Linked DNA regions of Delphinus delphis: region 2 is linked to region 1. The links are chromatin contacts, called in public Hi-C maps. All regions are on one chromosome and are shown on one strand. Each heading gives the region's core, a stretch centred on a gene start, on an enhancer-like site or on the middle of the called end of the contact. The rest is flanking DNA. Distances are from core to core; before and after follow the strand shown. Region 1 holds the start of ENTREP1 (endosomal transmembrane epsin interactor 1). Region 2 holds the start of FXN (frataxin).

Region 1 (3,391 bases), core at 439-2,938:
CCACCCACCACAGTAAGATCATCCAGCATTAAAGTATTTCAAAAAGAACAAACTGGCATCAGTTTAAGTATAAAATGCCAGGCCAGGCTCTAGGTACCTAATGTTCTTACAGTTCTTTCAAACAATTACTTTGGGTTCAATTAGTTCTCCCTATATTCTTAAAATTTGGTCTTGAATCTGGGTTTGTGTGGACCTGCAAGGCCAATTTTCAGCCATTCAAAATATACATTCATTACAGATCTTAGTAAAAACTATAGGCATTGCCAGGCTTTTAGATTTAGTTTAGAGAAAGGCCGTTTACTTTAAATATTCATCTTCCACAATCATTCCACGAAAACCTATTTCCAGGTCTCTCAATCCTCAGCAAACCTCAAGACGCAGGATGCCTTGGAAGCTGTGAAATCGTTAGGAGGCAGGGACGAGCAGCCACCAGTTTCCATAAACGCTCGAGGGCAGCAGCCTTTTGCCCCAGAACAGCCTTCCTGTCCGAGGAGGCAGGCCGGTAGGGCCTGTAACGGAGCGGGGCAGACATCTCCGGCTAGTTGGGACTTCGGCAAGCTCATCCACGATGGGTTCGGGTTCTGGAGAATTAAATTCTGCCCATCAGTCTGCGTGGCTCCAGGAACCTAGTGCGGGCTTAGGGCCCTCCTTTAATGACCAAGTACGTGGGTGCGTTCACACACCCTGTTATTACCTCCTGAACTCGTCCCCAGATACAGTGGAGCTAGCCTACACCAGACACTTAACATTTACTTGTGCCTTAGTCCGGAATAAAAACAAGTGACGTGCGCCAACCTGTCACTTCATCCATCCCACAAATACTCCTACTATGTGCCAGGCACTGTTGATACATCAGTGAACAAAACAGATCAAGATCCTTGCCCTCCCCGTGCGGACGTTGTCAGCAAGTAAATACTCAATAGCTGAAAGAAGTTTATTCATTTTCTTCCCGCTTTTTTGTCACCCACCCCCATCCTTCCAATCTCCCAAAGAGCCGGAAATCGGGTTTATTCTATTAGTTTGACAGGAACAACAAAACCCTTTAGCCTACAAGGAATAGACACTGTCCAGGTGCAACCCAATTCACCCCAGAATTCCTCTCTCTCTTACCCCTTTATTTTTCCCCAGCCTCAACGCCTCCAAAAACTTCAACTGGCCTGAAGGGCTGTGCTCCCGAAGGATCAATCACGGGGCAGTGGAGGCGAACGGCCTGAGCCCCCCTGCTCCCCGGGTGGGCCCTGCCGAAGTGAGCGGGGCACGCGCGGCACTCACCGAAGAGCCGGCCCAGAACGGGCACGAGTTCTTCACCTGCGGGGAGCTGCTCAGCGACAGCGCCCCGAAGCTGAGTGCCACCATACAGCAGCCCAGGATCAGCTGCAGCAGACCGAGCGACAACAGCGGGCGAGCGGGCAGCAGCGCCGATCCCGGGGCCGCAGCGGCGGCGGCGGCGGCGGCCCGGCGGGAGGAGAGCGCGGGCGGCGGGGCCAGCACCCCGGCGGCGGCGGCGGTGGCCGCGCAGCGAGGCCGCGCCGGGGGCTGCACCGCGGCCCGGGGCCAGCGCGGCCGTAGCGGGGGCAGCGGCGGCTCCTGGGCGGCGGCCGCCGCGGCGCCCGGGCCCCCGGCCTGCGGCCCGCCCGAGAGCCCAGCCACAGGGCAGCAGGAGCCCGGGAGCACCACGGGCAGGGACATGGACGGGCGGGGAAGGAGCGGCCGGTGGCGGCGGTAAGAGGACGCGGAGCGGAGCCGCGGGCGCCGCGCACTGGGCAAGAGGGCGGGCTCCGAGGCCCAGGGGGAGGGAAGGAAATACGCACGGCCCAACCACTTGCTGCTGCTGCTGCCGCCGCCGCCGCTGCCGCCGCCCCGACTCCCGCCGGCCGCACCCACCTGCCAGCCGGCGGGTCCGCCTCCGGCCGCCCGGGTGCGCCCCACTCCCACCCGGGCACACCCACGCGCGCTCTTCGCTCACGCCGCGCAGCGCCGCCACCCTTTGGGGTCCGGCCGAACCCACGCTCGCTCCCCGGTCTCCAGGAAAGGTGCCCTGCCCCAATATTTAAAATTGGTCCCTCGGGCTAGGAGGGAACGGCAGTCTGGGCGCGGAGGTACAGGCAGCCGACGGTCTGAGACTGTCCCCACCCGCCAAGCTGGGGCGGGACAGGAGCGTCGCCGAAGCGCTGTGGACCCTCGGCCCCTTCAGGTCTAGCCCAGAGAGCGACTCTGGCAACCTTTAATACGAAGGGAGCCTGGCTTTAAACTTTTTCCCCCGGGGAGGGAGGGTGGCAGGAAGAGGAGCTGTGGGTGACTTGATGGGAAAAGTCTAAGGCTCAGGGCTTCGGGGAAGCACAACGCAGAGCCAAGTCACTGTTCGCGTGGGGCTTCCGGGCGCTGACATTGTGCTGCGGCCCCTCCGCCTGGAAGTTGAGGCGTGGCGGTGGGGGGGGGGGGAGTGCTTTCCCTGCACCAGAGTAGGAGCGAGCAGGAGCCCAAGGTTACCTTGGAAGTATCCCGCCTCCAGAAAGAAAGAAGCGGGGGCGGCCCGGAGCACGTGGCAAGGGTTACACTCTGTGGCCGACTCATCTTGACTCATGAGCTGTATTAGGCATCACCTGGTAGAATGTAGAATCCCAAACTTCCAAAGAAACAGCCTAATAAAAACATAATCTGTTTTTGGTAATTTATAAGATATATTCAGAGCTTAAAAAACTGACTCGCCTTTGTAAAATGATTTTACCTAATAGTCTACCCTTCCCTCGGAAGAATTCTTATGTGTTGAAAGTGTTCGTATACATAAAATGATCATAATAGGTTTTTTTTTTCCCCAGGTTAAGAACCAGAGCAGTGTCGCTTTGCAGTAAGACAGGCTTCTCATTTTATCAGTAAGGTGAGGGTATTTTATATCCTCCTGTCCAATAAACCAAAGGAAATGTGTATCCGTTTTTATGCTCTGCTTGCAAAGGCTATATTTATTTTGGTCATTACTTACTTCAGCCCGCAGTGTGATGCACTGCCAATGTGCATGTGTGTTTACATGTACACTTTTTGAATAATTAAAGCACCTGTGACAGGGAGATCATTTCGGTGCTTTGTGACCACCTAGAGGGGTGAGATAGGGAGGGTGGTAGGGAGATAGATGCAAGAGGGAGGGGATATGGGGATATATGTATACATATAGCTGATTCACTTTGTTATACAGCAGAAACCAACACAACATTGTAAAGCAATTATACTCCAATAAAAATGTTAAAAAATAAAATAAATAAAGCACCTGTGATTAATAGTACCAAGGACTTCTTTTACAAACTCCTCTTGAAAATAAACTTCAAGTCCTGGAGAAAAAAATGGACCTGTCTTTTAAAATAAACATTTAAAGTATGTTGTTTCATGCACTTTAAAA
Region 2 (3,391 bases), core at 584-3,083, 240 kb after region 1:
AACTTATTGCACAGGTGGCTCCCATTCTATTTCTGCTGTGGAAGTAGAAGCAGCGGGTAGAGAAGATAAAGCCGGAGAAAAGGGTCCCCAAATGAACTCCCCAAACGATCTTGGGTCAGAAGTCATCAGGACCCACGTGGAGTCCAAGGGATCAACCCGAGGACAGTTAAGGCCTTAAAAAAATGAAACAGGATCGTGATCCCAGTTGCCACTATCATCCACCCAACTCCACAAGTACTGAAGATGTGCAAGGGAACTGCAGAAGAGACAGGTTAAACCAACCTGATTAACTATGGAAAAAGGGGCCCAATGGGTAGCCTAGGTTGTTAACCACCTAGCATTTCCCAGTGGCCCAAATCCCAGTATGTGCCAAGTGCCCACCTCCCGGGTGCGCCTCTGAATCAACAGCCCTTAACAGCCACTAGGTACCGTCCAAAAGACACCACCATATCTTGTCACTCTCCTAAATTAAAAACTGCTGAGGACACAGGCAGGCGTGGAAAGGCACGTCAGGGCAGCTCCAGGTGAGAGCAGCACAGAAGGATCAGAGTAATAAACTGCAGAAGGGGATCGTGGGACCAGCATGGCCATAACTACCTAGTTTGCCTGAGAAGAGGGGAAAATCCGTGATTCCAGCTTTGAGTGTTGACAACCAATCCCAGTGTTTCTTCAAACAGGGTCAAGTAACACACGTCGACAGGAGGTGTAGGCCTAAAGTCCAAATTCCGGAGCTCCGTGAACAATTTGGGTTGGATTTCACCTGCCTCCTTCACCATCCACAATCCATCCAGCGGACCAACCACTCAGAGTTGATCGTTGCCCACTTTCCCGGCCTTTATCCACGCCGTTCTCTGCTCTGAGAGCCCCTCACCACCCCCTGCCGTCTTCAGACCCTGATTAAACATCACCTCCATCCTCCGGTGTAACCTTCTCAACCCCACAGCCTTTCTTTGGGCTTCCTCCTTTCAAGTCGTGGAGTAACCGGGTCAGGTATTTCTTTGTATCCCCGCGCGAGGGAAGATAAGTGCAATTAAGTGCTGAAGGCTTTATGTGTTAATTAAACTGCATGCCAGCTCGGCAAAATGGGTACTCTCCCCTTCAGAGAAAAAGAAGACAGGCCTCAGAGCGGTTCTGGGATCCCCCGACGTCCCCGAGCTCTGCTGAGTCCAGGGGCCAGAGTTTGGAACCCAGGTCCGATCCAAAAGCCCTGCTGCTCTAGCTACTGTGCTCCACAACTTTGACATCTTTACCTCGCTCGCTGAAAGCGTTTCGTTCATAAAAGCCCATGTATATTATAGTACCTGGCATATATTATTAAAGTTATCGCAAAGAGAATTGACAAGCTTAGAGCCACCACAGGTCCCTAAGAGCCGATGCCCGCCCGCCTTCCCTGCCCTTGCCCGCGCGGTTCCCGCAGTTGCACTGCATGATAAGATCTCTGTCTTCTCACCAGAAAGCGGAAGCCAGTGCAACTGTAACCGGGAGAAACGGAGACTGGGGAATGCACGGCGGGCGCCGCCGCCCTTCCCCCGCCTGAGCGCGGCCCCGCGGGAGCTGGAGCGGGTGCGCGTGCCCGGCGTGCGCGGCCTCGCTACGCCGGCGTGCGGCCCGTGCGGCTGCCTGTGCGGATACTCACGGGCTGGCTGGGTGTGCCGGCCGCGGCGGTCCCGGTGCGCAGGCCCCGGCAGCCGTAGAGCCGGGAGTCCTTCGTTGGCCGCGGGGCCCCGGCGCGGGCCTGGGCAGAGCCCGGGGGCGCCGAGCGGGGCAAGAGGCTGGCAGCCGCTCGGCGCCCTAGCGTCCACATGCTCCTCCCGATCTGCGGCCGCTCCGCCTCCTGCTCCGGGGACGCCGGGCGCCGCCTGGTGGTCACGGGTTGCAGCTGCAGTCGCAAGCTTCCCTTTTCTGCAGGCTTGGGAAACGAGCAGAAGGTAGACTTCAGTAAGAACTTCCATGCGTTGCTCTATTTATGCATTTAACAAAAATAGAGAACCTGTTTCGTGCAAAGCAGGGGGATTACCCCTTGGGCAACATAGTGAATGCGTAACCAAGGTCCCTGACCCCAGAGACTTCAGCTTAGTGACCCGCTGCTGACGAATTCTATACAAAAGGCTTTGGGAGCTGCAGTTTTGCTGTGAACGGGTGGGGGTCCTGAAGCTGCTTGGCCGCCAGTATAGGTTACAGCAGTTAGGAGATTGCGGACAGGAGACTGACTGCCTGATTTAAATATGTCCCCTGCCCACTTCCTACCTGTGTGGCCAGTGGGCAAGTTAATTAACCTCTCTGTGCCTCATCTGTAAAATGGGGTATACAAGTTTCTACTTAACAGGGTTGTTATAAGGATAAAATGAGTTAATCTATGTGAAGTTTTCTTGGACAGGCCCTGGATCCTATTAAGTCCACAATAAATACTAAGTTGTTAATACATTTTAAAATAAAATTTTACTTAGGTAGTGTAGTGCAAAGGAATACGAACTGTGAAAGTTCTTTCGTATTTTAATACGCTTTAGAAAATGTCAAATATGTGTACTAGAGAATATCATCTTTATGGGTAAGATAGTGAGAAGAGGAGATAGAAAGTTAAAATTCTACCAAAGCCACCTTGGTACTTTGTGAATAGAGTAGATAAGACACACGTATAAATACTTAGGACAATGACGAGTGTTAAATGGGTGTCAGTGTTGCATGGGAGAGTATATACAACTAGGGGTGGGGGCAGTCAGGGAAGTCTTCATGGAGGAAGGGGCATTTGTACAGGGCCTTGAAAAACAGGGTAAAGGAGGTGGGATCTGACTGGCTCTCTGACAGTTCATTCTTTTGGTTGGGAGACATTTTCCTGCATTCAGGTAATTCTAAGCAGCACTTTATTGAGCGCCTGTTATGTAGATGTTAGGCATGGAGAAACCATTTCCCCCTTGTAAAGTGTCTGGAGATACTGTTTTTTTTAATATAAATTTTATTAATTTATTTATTTTTGACTGTGTTGGGTCTTCGTTGCTGGGCATGGGCTTTCTCTAGTTGCGGTGAGCAGGGGCTACTCTTCGTTGCGGTGCGCGGGCTTCTCATTGCAGTGGCTTCTCTTGTGGAGCACGGGCTTTAGGCACGCGGGCCTCAGCAGTTGTGGCTCGCGGGCTCCAGAGGGCAGGCTCAGTAGTTGTGGCACACGGGCTTAGTTGCTCCACAGCAGGTGGGATCTTCCCGGACCAGGGCTCGAACGCGTGTCCCCTGCATTGGCAGGCGGATTCTTAACCACTGTGCCACCAGGGAAGCCCTGGAGATACTTTTGATTGTCACAACTAGGCCGGGGTAGGGTGTGTGCCCTACTGGCATCTAGTAGGTAGAGCCCAGGGATGCTGTTAGACATCCTGCTATGAACAGGAAGGACACCCACAAC

What was found. A called contact is a pair of places that touch in the nucleus more often than the background predicts.
Region 2: a contact with region 1 is called in a Hi-C map of lung, with 2.8 times the contacts expected there. The contact joins the promoter of FXN here to the promoter of ENTREP1 in region 1. A contact is called at or near these places in 2 of 3 Hi-C or Micro-C datasets (lung and muscle).

Annotation. Positions count from the first base shown.
Region 1 is chr6:49,919,223-49,922,613 of mDelDel1.2, forward strand. ENTREP1 (endosomal transmembrane epsin interactor 1) reads right to left here and starts at 1,689. Exons shown (of 11, transcript XM_060013429.1): 1 at 1,273-1,689. The coding sequence starts at 1,689.
Region 2 is chr6:50,155,800-50,159,190 of mDelDel1.2, forward strand. FXN (frataxin) reads right to left here and starts at 1,834. Exons shown (of 5, transcript XM_060014649.1): 1 at 1,637-1,834. The coding sequence starts at 1,804.